Linked DNA regions of Mus musculus: all the other regions are linked to region 5. The links are chromatin contacts, called in public Hi-C and promoter capture Hi-C maps. All regions are on one chromosome and are shown on one strand. The core of a region is the stretch at or near the end of the contact, and the rest is flanking DNA. Distances in the headings are between cores, read along the strand shown.

Evidence for each region. Promoter capture Hi-C pulls out the DNA fragments that hold promoters and counts their contacts. Hi-C and Micro-C count contacts between places; a contact is called where the count stands out from the background.
Region 1: a promoter capture Hi-C map of pre-B cells shows a contact between it and region 5. The contact joins the promoter of Hsf2 here to the promoter of Mcm9 in region 5. A contact is called at or near these places in 4 of 39 promoter capture datasets (cranial neural crest, frontonasal cranial neural crest, pre-B cells and 1 more) and 4 of 484 Hi-C or Micro-C datasets (CD4 T cells, the G1E-ER4 cell line, embryonic stem cells and 1 more).
Region 2: a promoter capture Hi-C map of second pharyngeal arch cranial neural crest shows a contact between it and region 5. The contact joins the promoter of Serinc1 here to the promoter of Mcm9 in region 5. A contact is called at or near these places in 4 of 39 promoter capture datasets (cranial neural crest, frontonasal cranial neural crest, pre-B cells and 1 more) and 6 of 484 Hi-C or Micro-C datasets (B cells and embryonic stem cells).
Region 3: a promoter capture Hi-C map of pre-B cells shows a contact between it and region 5. The contact joins the promoter of Ranbp2 here to the promoter of Mcm9 in region 5. A contact is called at or near these places in 3 of 39 promoter capture datasets (frontonasal cranial neural crest, maxillary cranial neural crest and pre-B cells).
Region 4: a contact with region 5 is called in a promoter capture Hi-C map of pre-B cells. The contact joins the promoter of Gcc2 here to the promoter of Mcm9 in region 5. A contact is called at or near these places in 2 of 39 promoter capture datasets (cranial neural crest and pre-B cells) and 1 of 484 Hi-C or Micro-C datasets (CD4 T cells).
Region 6: a contact with region 5 is called in a Hi-C map of B cells, with 5 read pairs. The contact joins the promoter of Ascc3 here to the promoter of Mcm9 in region 5. A contact is called at or near these places in 1 of 39 promoter capture datasets (pre-B cells) and 1 of 484 Hi-C or Micro-C datasets (B cells).

Annotation. Positions count from the first base shown.
Region 1 is chr10:57,485,001-57,487,864 of GRCm38.p6, reverse strand. Hsf2 (heat shock factor 2) reads right to left here and starts at 1,480. Exons shown (of 12, transcript NM_008297.3): 1 at 1,264-1,480. The coding sequence starts at 1,356. It overlaps 4930467K11Rik (RIKEN cDNA 4930467K11 gene), which reads left to right and starts at 1,512. Exons shown (of 4, transcript NR_045353.1): 1 at 1,512-1,682; 2 at 2,791-2,826.
Region 2 is chr10:57,531,253-57,533,952 of GRCm38.p6, reverse strand. It overlaps Serinc1 (serine incorporator 1), which reads left to right and starts at 1,424. Exons shown (of 9, transcript NM_019760.3): 1 at 1,424-1,596. The coding sequence starts at 1,558.
Region 3 is chr10:58,445,545-58,448,244 of GRCm38.p6, reverse strand. It overlaps Ranbp2 (RAN binding protein 2), which reads right to left and starts at 1,393. Exons shown (of 29, transcript NM_011240.3): 1 at 1,194-1,393. The coding sequence starts at 1,265.
Region 4 is chr10:58,253,949-58,256,913 of GRCm38.p6, reverse strand. It overlaps Gcc2 (GRIP and coiled-coil domain containing 2), which reads right to left and starts at 1,388. Exons shown (of 23, transcript NM_027375.2): 1 at 1,343-1,388; 2 at 1,032-1,085; 3 at 10-94. The coding sequence starts at 1,348.
Region 5 is chr10:53,628,640-53,631,339 of GRCm38.p6, reverse strand. Mcm9 (minichromosome maintenance 9 homologous recombination repair factor) reads left to right here and starts at 1,383. Exons shown (of 13, transcript NM_027830.3): 1 at 1,383-1,616.
Region 6 is chr10:50,591,402-50,594,399 of GRCm38.p6, reverse strand. Ascc3 (activating signal cointegrator 1 complex subunit 3) reads right to left here and starts at 1,731. Exons shown (of 42, transcript NM_198007.2): 1 at 1,503-1,731.

The DNA of each region.
Region 1 (2,864 bases), core at 231-2,730, 3.9 Mb before region 5:
TCTACACAACCAGCAGGGGTTGGGGGTGGGGCACCTATGTGACAATACACACGAAAATTAAATCCTAGAAAGAAATTTTTAAAACTTGGCACTAATACTCAGCAAAAATTCAGTGACATAGTTGTCCAAATATCAGGTATATTCTATTGCTGTTACCTCCTAAAAGCAGGCAAGGGTGAAAACTAGTTTTAACAACAGAAAAGGGCACAAATGAAACGGAGGAGATAACATTTATTTGACATATAGCTAGGTATTTCCCACTTACTCATCTCAAAAACTGTGAACATGAAAATACCCTGAATAAGTCATCAACTCCAGTAAGAGGAGCCGATCCCCTTCATGAAGAGATTTGAACAATCCAAGCATTGCGAGTCTAGCAAAGGAAAGGCACAAGTGATGTAAAGAATCACTCTGCAAAGAATCTTTGTGTGGAACTGGGGGGAGGGGGTCTTGGGTCACCTAGGCAACGCATCAATCTAACACATAACTTAGACCAGGCAAGATACCGGGCTTGATTAAGGTCATCTTTATTTATAAGGAGGATCTGGATCAAACTGATCAAGGCAACCACAAACCACTATGCCGGCAACTATTCTGTGAAATTTAACGACTCGGTTTTTAACTCCAAGCCGCTAAGTTACTAAGCATAGTCTACAGGCACTTTTACTTGAATTATTTTAAAGAAACGACCCAGTCTCAAAACAATAACTGGGAAATTTCTATGTTAAAACTACATAAATAAAATACATAAATAAAATTTAAAAGCTCAAGGCAAGAGCAGTCGGAGTCTGCACATTTTCCCATTATCATCATAAAAGATCCCAGACGCCAGGGCAAGCAATCCCCGCGGAGGTGATTTCTTTAGATAAGACCTGTGCTCGCTCACTAGCCCGCTCGCCCGCTCTCCCGGGGCTCCGCGACCTCCGCGCCCCGCGGCGAGCAGACGACTGAGGATGAGTGTGCAGAACGCGCCGCCGGGGCCGGTTCCGAGCTCCCCGGGCCGGCGGGACCGTTACCAGGGCGCCCCTCCCCCACGGCGCGCGGCCGGAGGAGAACGGAGCCTGCGGGGCCCGGCTCGCCGCGCACACAAAGCCGGGGGTCCGCGCGAGGTGGGGAGGCCGCGCGCCGCCGCAGGCCGCGGGAGAAGCCGAGCCCAGCCCAGCCCAGCCCAACCCAGCCCAGCCGAGCCGAGCCGAAACGAGCCGAGCCGAGCCGAGCCGGTTCGACAAGGGGGACCCGAGGCCACCGCGTCCCCGACCCTACCTGACTCCAGGTGATGAACTCGTTGGTGTGGGTTTCCTCCACAAGCGTCCACAGCTTGCTGAGGAAAGCCGGCACGTTGGAACTCTGCTTCATTGTTAGCCCGGTGCAGGGATTCCAAATTCTACTACCGAACGCGGAGGTCGCAGCGGCGGCGGCGGCGGCGGCGGCGGCAGCAGCGGCGGTGGCAGCAGCTGCTGCTCCGGGGAACGCACACCACGCAGGCGCGGCGGATCTCGGGCTCCGCCCCCTCGGCGCCGCGGGGCGCGCGGTGAAGGCGGAGAGACCCCGCGGCCGCACGTGATGGACAAGGCTTCGCGCTCCACCCCTGCGCTCTACTCCCGCGCCCGGTCTCAGCGAGTCCAATCCAAGGCTTCGGATGCACTACAGAGCAAAGCGATTGGCTGCTGCCGCGAGGAGGGGTGGGCCCAAGAGTGGTTCAGCCTTCTCTGTTACCTTTTAGGCAGGGTACTCTCTTAGGGAATGATATTGGGTCCAGGGAAACCTTGTTTAGTGGATTCGCATGGAAAGGGTTTGGGTGCACCGGCTGTGGCTGGCAGAGTGCAGAGAAGCCCAAGGGCAGTTGACTCATAAGTTTGACCGGCGAAGAGTAATTTGCTCCAATCTAAAGGAAGGAATACATCACATGGGGCAGTGAGCTGCTTGTGAGCAGATGTGCTAGGCCCCTGGTTGAAACTATCTTAAAGACAATGAGCTTTTCTATACATTTTTCATGGGGAGAAAAATAGCTCATTTAAGGACAGTTTTATCAAAACCTGAAGCATGAATAATAGTTCCCTATTTGTGAAGTACTTGCTATTGTGTGTGTGTGTGTGTGTGTGTGTGTGTGTGTGTGTGTGTACTATTAGGAGCCAGCATCTGTTAAGAGCATCTTATATGCTTTTCTCAACTCAGCAAGCATCAGGTGCCTGTCATAAGCCCAGTTCAAAAGCAACGAGTCTAGTTTTAGAGTATCTGAGTCAAAATGATTGTTCTGCATGTACCTCACAGGGGTTTCCTCAGGCAAAATGTGATTCGGAACAGCTTCTTGAGCGAAATTTCCCATTTCTTCATTGACAATAAGACTTTCTACCCGTGAAGAGTAGCTATAATAACGTGGATCTCTGAAAAAAAGATTTTTTAAAAAACTTTTTTTGTTGTTGTTTTGTTTTGTTTGTTACTTAATAGCTGATCATAGTGTCTGGAATCTGTAAGTCAAGCACTCTGGAGGCTGAGGTAGAACTGTGGAGCAGTGGAGGTCAACCTGGGTTAAATAGTGAGCTCCAGGTATCCTGGGCTAATGGCAAGAAATATAGATAGATAGATAGATAGATAGATAGATAGATAGATAGATAGACAGACAGACAACTTTTTCAGTAAGCATATACTGAACACAGTCATACAGCACTGTTTGGATATATGATGGGGATATATGATGGGGTAACTGTGATTTTAAAAAAAAAGACTAATATTTGATGAGGTCTTATGTGACAAGGGCTTTGCATGTCTTATCCTATTTAATCCTCACAGCAACCCAAAGAGGAAGCTTCAAAGGGTCTGATTCAGGTTGGTACAAATTCTATTCAACCAGTTACACAAAGCTA
Region 2 (2,700 bases), core at 175-2,674, 3.9 Mb before region 5:
TTATAGCCCATCACAGCTCTGTTCACAATTAAGGCCCATATCAATTAGAGTAACCAGGATGATCCTGCATAGGCATGGCCAGAGATGAACCTAGATTCTGTCAAGTTGACAATACTAACTGTAACAGCTAGTGTCTTCACAACTTATACTGAAAACAGAGTTTTACACTTGGGCGAAAGAGTATAGAGGTCACATTATCAATCAGAGGAGGTACAAATAGCCTCTACGTGATAGTTTATGTCTTGAAATGTTGGGCTCTACTTTCAGGACTCTTGTAACTACAATGGTTCCCAGTCTTCCATATCTATCTCCAACTACAAATGGACTCACTGAACATTTTGTAGCTCTGTGTGTTCTGTTTTTTTCTTTTTGTTTTTTGTTTTTTGTTTTTTGAATCTTGAACTTCCAAATACTAGGGAACGGATACCAGAGACTTTACAGATTTGCATGCTCAAAACACACAGGCTGATTATCTTCTGTTTTCAATTTTATCCCCACTCTTTGGTCTGTGTTAGTTAACAGTTGTAGTTCTGCCAGATTGATAAGGGTTACTCCACCCCTCTATATGCGTTTTTTGTCAATTTTATGAGACATCTTTATTTTAAAATATTTATAGTAATGGGTATTTCAAAGTGATGTCTGTGTACCAAACTCTTCTCATGGAATGTTTTCAAGGGCAAATTACAGAAAAATAAGAATCGACACTTTTCTATGAACACAGCCCAAACATACACATCAAAACAAGGATGTCAATTGTATGTCCGGATAGCTGTTAATAAACCCCTATACTATAATAAATGTCTTAACTAAGTGAACCCTTTTTCAAGTACATGTTAAAATGTGTCTCAATAGTAAACAAAAGAACGGAAAGGCCCAAACTTGCGGGGGAAATACACACACACACACACACACACACACACACACACACATACACACACACACACACACACGCGCGCATATATATATACGGACACATATATATGTACACACAGATATATATTATATACATATATACATACATATATGTATATATATGATATATAACATACATACACACACACACACACACACACACACACACACACATATATACACACACCAGTGAAACTTGTTCCACATAGTGGCTGCAGGAGTAAAATATGTATGTTAGTAGAACAACAACAAAGAAAACAAAACTAAAAAGGGGACTTTAGTGGAAATGAGATGGCTAAATCCCAAGAGGAACCAAAAAACAGTAACAGTAGCTCTTCTAACGTCCAAATTCAAGACAATGACAGAGGCCTTCCCTAACACAGTCTTCTTTACTTGGCAAAGTAGGCCCACTCCATGAAGCCACAAATCTAGCATCGCTGAAGACCACGCCCTTCCTCTCGGCGCATTGCGCACGCCCGGCAGCAGTCACCGGGTCCAGGTCTGAGCGGAAGTGACGCACGCGAAGCTGAGGGGCTTGTGCGTCTGCGCCGGAAGTGCCTGCCAGACAGTAAATAAGCCCAGAAAAAGGACGAAAGAAGCTGTCTCCATCTTGTCGGCACGCGCCGAGCTGGTGACGCGGCGGCGATGGGGAGCGTTCTGGGGCTGTGCTCCGTGGCGAGCTGGGTAAGGCGACCTGGGGCTCGCGGCCCGTGCGAGCTGGGTTTATCCGCCCTCCTCCGGTCTTTGCGGCTCCGCTTCGGGGCTGGAGCCTAGTGAGGGTGAGGCCGGGCGGAGCGGGGCGTCTCCCGAGCAATGGCTTTCTCTCTCGTGGGAGCCTCGGCCGTCGCCGTTCCAGCTCCTTCCTCCCACGGGCACTGAGTTTCTCCTTGTCACCCCGATTCCGGCGACCTCGCACTGCGGCACTGTCATTCCCGGAGGCCTCTTTTGTTCTGACACGCAGCCGCCAGGGAGTCGGGCCCGTTATTTGGGACATCTCGACAAGTGTCGACGTAGTCTTACCGGGTTTTTTTTGTTCTTGTTTTTAATACAGAAGTCAAATTCCCTTACTACGTACCTTTTTCGGTTTTGTTTGCTTTGATTCTTATATTTCCAAATTTATGTTTCTAGAAAAGGTGTTCAGGTCTGTGGGTACTGATTTTTTTTTTTTTTGACGTAAAACATGAACGTGCAATCTGAAAGTTGATGCTATAGGAAGGGTATGTTGCATTTTCGTGAGGCAGTACAATCCTCTAGAACAGTGGCAAGATTTCGTAAACCAGATGGCACAGATGACCCCGTTCTCTAATAGACAAAACATTGGCAGAGCAGTTTATAATAAAAAGCTTCATTGCTTTGGGTGAGGTATTTGGATTCAAATCTTATTCTTTGGCCAATGATTTCTAAGTTTAACTCGGAACAATCTTTTTTAACTAAATCATCCCTTTGTGTATATGTAACCAATGTACTGGCTAGTTTACATGCCTCATCATTTGAAAACTGCTTTGGTATGATATGACGAGAATTATGCTTAGTTTTTACTCAATACTGTTTGTAAGTCCAATGAGCTATTCCCTTATATTTTGCTATTTGCAGTTGGATAAGGAAATTTGACCTCGGAGAGCCTAATTGAGTCTGTTGACCCCTTTATACAGAAGGCAAAATTAAGTGTAGTAAAACTTAATAAATAGGAGCTGGGGAGATGACTCAGCTTGCTGCTTTTGCTAGATTATGGAGTTTAGTTACCAGCACCCACACATTCGGCAGTTCACTGCTTGTAACTCCAGTTCC
Region 3 (2,700 bases), core at 144-2,643, 4.8 Mb before region 5:
CATATAACTCTTGTACCATGGCATTCTGATTTTGATCCATCAGAGGAAACTGGGTGTAAAATTTCCCACTTTGGGCATACCAGCACTAAATGAACTTGAGACTTTTAAAATCGCTTTGGGGGAGGGGTTGTAGATTTGCTGGACTGGATTATTTAACCTGCAGAAGCCATCTAAAGAAGAGACTTTAAGTAACAACAACAACAACAACAAAAATTATGCCATTTGACTTGTATGTTCATGAACTTTGGTTTATATAGATGACCATAAAACCCTCAGAGACAGAATGTAAAATATATATATATATATATATATATATATATATATATATACACAACTGAATTGGGCGTTTGTAAACAAAAATTGAAGCCCTCTGACTCTTTGTATCTCAAAGTCTGCCCTAAATGTTAACACGAATCATCCTCGGTAACACTAAATAACACTAACAAGGTCAAAATGCCGTTTACTGATGAAGAGTCTATACTGTACCAAGTTAGTTTACCAATGGTAGAACTTGATTGTTCAACACACCCCTCCCCCGCCCAAAAAATAACTGACTGTAGAGCCTCTGTACATCTCTCTCCACCGGCCAACACTCTTTAAGAACCCAAAATAAACACAACGTTAATGATCTTAAACACACACACACACACACACACACACAAAACACGTTGCGAAATAACGTTAGAAATGTTAAGGTATTGCAACTACCGCCTAGAAGGAATTCCGACTAGCAGCCTCCAAAAGGGGTTTGGGGAAGCGGGGCACAGCACTAGAAGACTTAAATTATGGGCCTTCCGTGTCGTTTATGCTGACGCGCCCTTCCTTCCCGCCCTGCTTCGTCCGTGGAGCCACCCACACAACCGTGCAAGCCCACCGCCGCGCGGTGTCAGCCTCCCCCCGAGACACGGCAGCCGTGACAGGGCCTAGCTATCCGGGAGACCGACGACGCCGGGCGGGCGGGCGGGCGAACCCCGCAGAGCGCCCCACGACGGCCTACGGAGCGGAGGCCGAAGAAGCCAGGCCCGAGTGGGCCCGCGGATAGCCATGAAGAGGAAACGCTGGCGGCCGCAGTCCCCACGCCTCCGGTGCTCAGCAGCGCCACGCCGCCCGCGACCGCCTCCACTCCAGCGGGGAGCCGAGGCCGCCGGGAGCCATGACACCGGCGCCACCGCCACCGGACCAGACCCGCTTACCTCTCGGGGCGACGGGGCGGAGCCCTGCACCGAGGCGATGTACCGCTCCACGTCGGCCTTGCTACGCCTCATCGCGCCGCGGACCAGGCTCCCCAGGAGCGGCAGACCAGCCCTGGGGCCTACAGCGACTGCGGGCTCCAGGAGGTGAGCGCCGAACACCGGTGACGCAGCTCCGTCGCGAACGGATGGGCACAGGGCGTGCGGCGCGCGTCATCACTGTGCGCCGCGCTGCGGCCTGGAGCGCCTGCTCGCTGTCACCCCGCCACGCCCGCGCTCCAGACCACGTGACCGTTTCGCAAACGATCGAGACGAACTCCCTTTCCCCGGGAAAGGCTTTATAGATTTCACTGGTGCTACGTCACAAAGCGGACCTAAAATGGCAGTGCCCTAATAAATCCGACCTTTTCGGGTGCTGCATCTGGTCAACACTTGATTTCCTTCTAAAGAGACAAACGTCGTCATTGCCTCCGGTTTCAGCAGAATAAAGGTTAATATTGGTTGAACAGTGTCTTTATGCTTAGATAAATCGGAGTGGAAATATTAGCGTTACGTGATGAGATGCACCTCACGGGGTAGTTGACGGTTAGGGGCAGAGGAGGAAGTGGTGGCTTTCCTGGCAAACAGAAACAGGCTTCACGAGGTTTTAAGAAATGATGACTTTAGGTTTCTGTTTGGGTAAGAATCGAGGCGGCCGTTAGGACGCTGTCAGCAACAATTGCCTTCAGGGGCCTGTTTTGTGACTTAACAATGAGCAGAACAGATTATATTAGAATATTAAAAGTAATAATCTCTTCGTGCTAGAGAGATGGCTCCGCAGTTAAGAGTGCTTGTTGGTCCTCTGAAGGACCGAAGTTCAGTTCTCAGCAGCCGGTTCCAGGGCATCTATCTAAATCCGGGTTCTGACCCCCGTAGAACCCACACACACACGTCCTCATGTACACACACACACACACACACACACAAAGTTTTAAGTAATAGTCTCAAGATTGTGAATAAACTGTCGTAAACGACAACTGCTGAAAAGAACCTTTGTCTGCAAAGACTGATCAAAACCGCAGTGGAGAGGTTAGAGTGGTGCAGTTCCAGATGTTAAATACCTTATTGTCAGATACAAAGGGTACCCCACCCATCCCCCAAAAATGCCACTGACTCCAAAATTGGATCTAACTTAGACTCAGTCTGGACTGTGGAGGATTTCTAGTGGTTAGGAAAAGCCTGCATTCCTTAGTAACTTGTGAAACTGTTTCCTATCTACCAAAGGAGTAATTTCCCTTACCTCTGGCAGAAATGGATTTACAGCTCTGCGCTAGCCCCCAGGCTCCCCAGTCCATACTTACAAGTACTTGTTATACAATTCAAAGCCCCCTTGCCAGCATCCTGGCTCTTTGCTTCCCTCCTCCCCAGATACATATTCCCCCATCTCCCTTCTCTCAGCTTTTCCTGAGAGAGACAACCTTTGTTGTTTGGAATAAACTTTACCTTGTCTACCCAAAGAGTGGCCGTTTCA
Region 4 (2,965 bases), core at 139-2,638, 4.6 Mb before region 5:
ACCCAGTACCTGTACACCTTGCTTTGGCTTTCTGCAGGAGCATCATTTGCTTCTTGGCAAACTTGATGAGATCTTCTCTGGGCAACGTTTCTAGCTGAAAGATGGAGTCGTATTATTGAGTTTTAAAACCCATGCTTTTAGTACGGCCACCAAAAGAAACACAGTGTCTGCCGAAAACCAAAGAGAGACACTCTAAACAGTTGAGCCAGTCACATTTTTTAAATTGAGAAACGTAACTTCAATAACTAAAAGTAATTAGGTGAATGGAAAATCAAACCAAAACCCCAGCACAAAACTCTTACAGAGAACACTGAGTTCTCTAGCTGTACAAGAAGGGCTTGGAACTCAAGATTTCTCGAGCTGTAGAACTCATTCTGTTGGAAGCTAACAACATAACTACATTCACAGGTGAATCGGGTCACATTTAGACTTCAACTAAAATATTAGGGTTTACTAACTGAAAATTACTTAATCTTTGTGCACAACGTTTCCTCATCTGCAGAATGAGAATAGGGAAGATACGTATTTCAGGAAGCTTACCTGAAAGAATCTGTTACTTCAGCAAATGCCTAGAAATCAGTCTTCAAACACTACATTTTGGTAATAAATTGTGCCCCTACCTTTCTGAATCACTTAGCATAAAACATTGCACAGTGCTGTAAGAACAACCTTATTCCACCCTCAACTCTGGAGCTGGAGCCAACAGGATATAGTTCCTTGCTTCTTCCTGCCTCTTATCTAATCCCCTCGGCTTCGTGTCACTGTGTAAACTTTCATTAAACAGACTAGCTAAATGTTTGAAATACAGCATCGTGCTAACAAGGAGCAGGAAGTAAACAAACTGCTCGCACATCAGGAAATTTAAAAAAGAACAGGAAATCTGTAAGTAAATTAAAATGAAACTCCCTGAGGAAAGGTTAGTTCTTTTTTTTTTTTTTTTTTTTTTTTAAATAATTCTCCCCATGCCAAAGTTTTCCGATTCATTAACCTTATGCGCTACAGGGAACCAGGCGGCTGAGTGCTCTCCTCACCTTGGATTTCGGGGTCCCGGAGGGTGCTGCAGCTACGGCATCTGGAGCAGAATCCTGTAAAACAAACCATAAAAAGAGCTCATCCCAATTCCAGGTACAAGGCGCGGCCAAACAAATCTGTGCAGAGGAGGACCCCTTTAGGCGGTAGGGACCGGAGCTGGGCCGTCGCCACGGCCGGAGCCAGCACCAGGTTCAATGCCAAGCGCCGCGGCGGGGGTCTGGGCGCGAGGGCGGGGACAGGGTGCTCCCATGCCCTCCCACCCCTCGAGCGGCACAGCGGGCCAGCGGGGCGGCGCGACGCCCACCGTTACCTCCATCGCGGCTGCGACCCGCGGCTGCCTCCACCGCCTCTTCAGGAGTCTCGGCTGCTCCGCCTCCGAGGCTGCCGAGCGCGGGTCAAAGGTCTCGTTACGAGGCGACTACGCCTCCCCGCGTCTCCAAGGCTACGCAGAGCTGGCACTTCCGCTTCCTCCTTGGTGTCCGGGAGGAAGTCGTCTTTGCGCAGGTCCCCTGGCCGGTGCCGGAACGCGCTGAGTCGCCCTGCACTACTACCCTGTGCCAGGTGACAGGTTTGAGCACACGTTCCTTTGATCACTTCGTTTTCTAATTTTTAAAGATGTGCTTTACAAATATAACTATCCCGACTAGCAGGCATATGTGAAACAAATAGTTTTATAGGTGACTTTAATTCTGTCATGTTCAAAATAGGTTCCTCTGTGAGTAGTAATAAGGAATAAATTACTGAATCCGTTACTTTCTCAGGAGTTTCAAAATGCTGGCATGCTGTCTCTGTATTGCTAAATATTAATTTGCCGGCTGAGGTGCTTCTCGTGTTGTTTATATTGTCAACTTGAAAGGATCTAGAATCATCTAGGAGAGAGCCTCTAGACATGTATGTGAAATTTATCTAGATTAGATTACTTGAGCTATGGAGACCCCCAGTAACTGTGGGTGGCAGCATTCCACAGACTGGTAACCCTGGTTGCATAAAAAAGGATAACTCAGACTGAATTCCAGCATTCACTTCAAAGAACCCATCGAGGTCACAGTGTGGGAAGGTACACGTGACTAGTCTGATGAGGGCCCTCCCTTGTGGTTACGAATGAGAGAAGACAGGGTAAAGAGATTCCAGGTTCTGTCAAGAGTCCTGCAGGCCTTCTTTTTCCTTGTAGTTGCTCACAAGGGGATGAAGGCAAGATAAGGAAGATAAAACCAATCCAAACCCCAGAGGACTCTAGAGAAGGAAGATACTACAATATAGATTTTCGTTGTTATTGTCTAATAGAACACGTTTAGACTGACCTAGACCCTAAAATAATGCCTGATATTTTTCTATAGTTAAGCCTGGCCTAAACATAAACTAGAGGACAGAGCAAGTGGCCGCTGGTGGCGAATATTAATTAACATGTTGTATTTTCATAGGTGAGAGGGTGTTTTTCAGCAGGTTTTTCAGGTTGTCTACTTCCAGGTGTAGACATACACTAATTGCAGGTATAGGCCTTCAAGCAGTTGGGCCCTCACCCCCAAGTAGAGCCAGAGCGTTTTCCAAGTTCCGTATGGGAAAAGCCAGGTGTTTTTGTTGGTTTTGATCATGGCTTCTGGAAGTCATATGGCATGACCTTTACAAAATATAAAGACATCAAATTCCCTGGTAATACCGTGAGGGGAGAAAATCATTACCCCCTGTCAGTCCTCAGTCCCAATACACAGCCCAGCAAGCGGCTGTGTGCCTTCTCTCTTATTTCTCTGATCCTTCAGGAACAGTTATTTTTTTCAGTTTTACAGTGGTGGACCAAATTCCTTCTGTTCGTCAGGTTTCTTGCACTATTTAAATTCAGTGAGAAGCTGGGTCTAGAGGTGGGATTTTCCTGTAGATACATTTTTTTTTTAAATCTTAAATTGCCCTCTGACTGAAACATCATGATTTGTATCAT
Region 5 (2,700 bases), core at 134-2,633:
TATGAGTGGCTATGGTCCAGTTTCTCCCCTTCCGTGGTCCAATGTACTAATAGTGCTCCAATGTGTGAAGTTTTTATAGGGACATAAAATCATTAAGATTGAACCAATGTATCATACAGGTGTACTGCTTAATTTCAAATGTCAACTTGCCTTAACCAAGAATTACCTCAGAAAAGAGATTTTTTTTTTTTTTGCTTGTTTGTTTTGTTTTGTTGAAATGTATCTGGCTGTCCTGGAACTCACTTTGTAGATCAGGCTGGCCTTAAACTCACTGAGATCAACCTGCCAGAATTAAAGGCCTTTGCCACCATGCCTAGCTGAGAAGGGAGTCTGAATTAAGGAACTGCCTGTATCAGATTGACCAGTAGGAATGTCTTTGAGACATTGTATCCTTAACTGATGTAAAAAGAGGGCCTGGCCCTAGGAAGTAACACCCTTAGGCTCTAATGTAGAAAGTCTTCAGGAACAATTTGAAGTTCAGAAAAACACTTATTAGTTGAGCTAGGGACATTTTGAGATCAGGGAACATGAACGGTGGCAGCACGTGCTGACATGACTCTCTTGCTGAAGCTGAGTTGGGGTCAAGATAATGAATTTCTTTTTTGTTTTTGTTTTTTCGAGACAGGGTTTCTCTGTGTAGCCCTGGCTGTCCTGGAACTCACTCTGTAGACCAGGCTGGCCTCGAACTCAGAAATCTGCCTGCCTCTGCCTCCCAAGTGCTGGGATTAAAGGCGTGCACCACCACGCCCGGCCAGATAATGAATTTTTTATATCCAATTTTGCCCTCAGCTGCCTGATTTGATTTAATAAAAATTGCTGATAGGTAGATGTGCAGTCAGAGGATTTAAAGTAGAAGTGACTTCACAAAACCGTAACACCACTTATAAAATTTAGCTCGAAATGGATCAGAGAACTACACGAAATGGAAAATATTGTGACGTGGAAGTAGGCAGATTCCTTAAATACATCGCCAACCCAAAAAAAAAAAAAAAACAAAAACAAAAAAAAAACAACAAAATCACTTGTGTTCTAAGATATCTGAAGGTGCAAACCAAAGTCGAGTCCCAGATCGCCCACATCCCGCCCTAATACGTCACCAGGGTTCCCCTTCTCTCCGCCCTAGTCTCCACCCCGCGTTCGCCCATCACCAATCCGCGGAATTCCTGCCAGCCTGAATTATCCACTTCACCCTAAACCCGCCCTCGAAGCCGGTGTCCCGCTCAAACCCCGCCCCATGCCTCCGAGACCCGCCCCTCAGACGTCTTGTCCGGCCCAAACCCCGCCTCCAGCTCCCCGAGTCCCGCCTCTCTCCCTGCTCCCGCCTCCCGCTCGCAGACTCCAGCGTCCGTCCTGGCGCGCGCCCGCCTGCGTCCGCACCCGGAAGAAGCCCCAGCGGCCGGAAAGTTGAGGCAGTGCGCGGCTCGGGGTCCGCGGGAAGCTCAAGTCCTTCAGAGGCCGAGCGAGAGCAGCGCGAAGAAGCCTGCGCGCCCCCGCGCAAGGCGGCCCCCTCGAGCGGCCGCGCGCACGCCCCGCCCCCTCCAACGCCGCGCGGGTCGGGCTGGGGCGACCACGGCCGCAGCGCGGTCCCGGCGACCAAGACAGTGCGTGTTGAGCCCGTAAGTGACCACCGCAGCGTGAGGTCCCGGGGGATCGTTTCCCTCCCGTGGTTAGCGTCAGGTCTCGTCCGCATCCTTTAATTTCTAAACTCCCCGCAGGGCTGGGAGGCCACAGCCAACCACCTGTGGATTAGAAGCGAATTTCCAAATGCTTTCCAAAGCATCCCTCCGCTAGGCTCTCGCTCGCCAGGCGGCCTGGAGGCGCGCAATGAGCGCGCACCCGCGAATGGCGCGCAACGCGGGATTGAGACGCGCGGGGCGTGGCCACAGCTCCCGAGGGGCGGGGCTACGCGAGCCTAGGTGAGGGACAAGGCTCTATCCCCAAACTGCTCTTTTTGGCGCCACCTTGCAGTGGATAGTATGAAATAAAGCAAAGCCATTTTATTTGTTTGGATGCCAGAGGCAAGAGGAGAGAGAATTTGATAGTTGTACAACCATCGTCCCCCCTCCCCTAGACAGTAAATGGCTTAAGTTTGTAACGGGATGCCTGAGTTTATAGGTTGATAAACTTGTCTAATTGCACGGATGTTGGAAAAAAAAAAAAAGAAGAAGAAAGCTGTGTTTAAAAAATATCGGTCTGTTTAACACTGTAATTTACCGGTTTAACTAGGCAAACATTTAACCTGCCCCTGTTAGGAACTTAAAATTCTTTGCCCGCCCTCTTTCTGCGCTGTTGGAGTTGGGTATGTTGTTAATTGTTGTTTCGGATTTCTGCTCTACATTCACTTTGTATTTGTAAAATCGTAAAGATATTCCTTTGGTCACTCTTGAGGGTAGTGCTGTGATTTTTTTTTCCCAGCTAAGATCCACATCATGAAATACTATGATCCCTTTCCCAAATAATCTCTTTTTTTACTCTTGGCTGATTGATTATGCTATTACCTAACCAAAACCAAGTCGCTTAGTATTTTAGTGTTGGCTTACTTTGACTGATTCTCTGAAAAATACTCTCTTAATCTCATACCAGCCTCCTGTACTTGTCAGTGTTCTTGGCTTAAGTGTGATGCAACTTTATACTTTATACCTCCCAGCTGAGCAGGTGTTCAGAGAGGGCAGAATCAGTAGCCAGTGTGATCCACCTCAG
Region 6 (2,998 bases), core at 482-2,981, 3.0 Mb after region 5:
GATGTTCATGAGCTAAAATTTTAACTGCGCATACTCACTTTCTCAAAGTTGAAAACTGTACTTATACAAACTATCCTCAAGAAAGATGTATTAGAGTAAAAAGTTTATTCTGTTACCATATAGGCTCTTTATAAAAATGTTTTGTATGTAGACTTTCTATATCCTATGCCAGACATGAGGTATCAATACAACCAATGTAAATACTAGAAAAAAATGAAAACGCTTCCAGCCAGAAATTTGTTTCCAATTATTAATTTAAACATCCCTTCTAAAAGAGTGTTTGCTAGTTAACTATACAAAGTTCTGTGAGAACAGGGACTTTCTATGTCCTACACCTCCCACAGTGCTAGGGAATGAATGAAGAGTGAACAAATGAATGAATTAATGAATGAACCAAGTTTTTTAGAAAAAATTATTCAACAAGGATCAAGAAAACTAAGTCTTGCAAAATTAATTCACTCATGTAAATAACACTAAGCTACACTTAACTGACATCTCTATGAATATTTTAATGCAACACAGTATTATCTTTGTGGATGGCTTACTTATGCAGTGGGTTTCATAGAATAAAGTAATCCTTTTTTTTTTTTAGGTTTTTTTTTTTTTTTTTTTTTGAGGCAGTGTAGCCCTGGCTGTCCTAGACCAGGCTGGCCTCGAACTCAGAAATCCGCCTGCCTCTGCCTCCCAAGTGCTGGGATTAAAGGCGTGCGCCATCACGCCCGGCGCAACACCAGTATTATAATCGTCATGACGTGAAAAACTAAATACAAAACATGAGCTAGAGCACGTCCAGCCTAGACTCAGAAGCGGAATTTGAGAACAATCAAACTCAGAAAACAAACGTTTCAGCTTATGAATCTGAAAAGGGGGTAGATATAGTTGACTGTTCTAATTTTTATCCAGGAACAACAACAACAACAACAACAACAACAACAACAAAAACCACACCACAGGTAGCAATTAGACTGCACTTGTGATGCATATCAAACTCAGTAGACTGAACTTCTTTCTTTTAAAGGTAAAGGAAATTACAGCATCCTACCAAGAACCACTTCATCTACCCCCTTAGCATAGACACTTCTTTATTTAAAAAAAAAAAAAAATACATTCTAGAGTCCTCCGATTGTTAAATTCACCCACTGCCCTGAACTCCAGGACCCAAAGCACTCGCTCCTCTGTGTTGTGGGGGAAACCCAACCCAACAGATGTAGGCGAAGAACGACGTTGCTAGGAATGTGTAATATAAATAAGGGGAGAGGGAGGAGAAAAACAGGTTAAGCCTAGAACAGAAAATTTTTCATCTTGTGGCCATTCTGTCCTTACACGTGGGCAATCGCGCTGGAGTTTTCACCCCAACCCCCACCTACAAACTTAGGTGAGCCGGGACGCCCAGCCGAGGGATGACAGCTCGGTCCACCCGCGCTCTTCCGGACTCTGAGACCAGCCCCGCCCCGCCGCACACTCGGGCTCCGCCACCCGCGCCCTCCCTCTCCCTAGCTCACCTCAGCCCCGCCGCCACGCGCGCCTCCGGCCTCCTGGAGGTTTGCTTCCTCTTCTCACTCCGGCGGAGCGGAGCGGAGGGCTGCGCCCCGACCTCCTCCGCAGCACACGCGGGCCGGCGGGGGTCGCTCGCTGTCACGCCTTAGCGCGCGAGGGCTGCCCAGCTGGCACTGACCCACAAACCCACACACCCGCGCCGAGCGACGGAGGGGCGGGGCGGGCGCCGGCCATACGTCACCGACCGCGACGCCAACGTCGCCACGTCAGCACCCGGCCGCCCTCGGCCCCGCCCATGCGGGGGTTGGCGTCGGGTGGCGTACACGCTAGCAAGTTTCAGCTCAGTTTTAGTGGTCCGACTCTTGGTTCCCTCCGGCCGACTCCCTAATCCCCGCTTGGTTCTGATAATGGCACCGAGTAATTAATTCCTATTGAAGGCAGAAACCAGTGAGTCACAGTCCCGTGGTTACTAGATGGTTCCGCCCACCTGCTCTAGGCTCAAGTTTCGATTTCCCTGAGTTTCATTATTCTCCACTTTGTACTTCTGAAGTTGTTTCTGACCTTCGAAACAAAACATCTGACGATAGCCTGGTGCGACTGGCAAATTTAGAAAAGCTAGCCTAAAAAAACTGCATTGTTGTTAAGTTTGAACTGATGAGCGAGGATACAGATGTGGTATGCATTGTCATCCTACCCTTTCAGCCCATTCTTCCCGAGACAGTTGTCCTAAAACTCACCAGAACCCTGTTTTATAGAAGCAGCATTGGTTGAATAATAAACATAACTTGCCAAACCCACTGGAAGTTCTGTATACCAGACTGAGGTAAGAAGACCTCAATAGCGATAGAAGCATTTCAGAAATTAAAATGAGATAACGCAGATGAAAAGAATCATGAAGTATTAATGAAACTTGGTAAGATTCACTAAGAGGAAAAGTTACTGGACTGTCAGCAATATGAAAGACCCATCTGGTGATAAAGGTTTGTCTGGTATGACCTGAACTTTATGAGGAAAACAAACAAAAACCCTTCACATTCTGAGAGTCCCTTCTAATACAATCCAAGGAACTAAATGCACTGTAGAAGCAATATATGACCATCACAGTCTCTACATTTCTCTAAGTTCCCAGTCTCTACATTTTCTAAGTAGATGCTGAATGCTTACATAATAGGGATTTGGGGGGAGGGAGACGCATTTTAGGAGAATTACTGGCTGGTTTTGCTAAAAGTTAGTCCAGTCGCATGTAGCCTTTCAAGCGTTTACAGTCTAACTCATTTTATCACCAAACTACAACTGGTGATCCCAAAGACTCTTGGTCTCACTAGAGAAAGAATTCTAGGAGAGATACAGAAGAGACTTAAGCAAAAGCAAATTCATTATAGTAAAAAAGCAGAGGCAGATATTCCCAAGTGGGAAGGCCACCTGAGAATCCAAGCAGAGGTGATGTGAGTGGCATAGAAATATTTTGCTAATCTGAGATACATAATTGTGGAATTTTCAG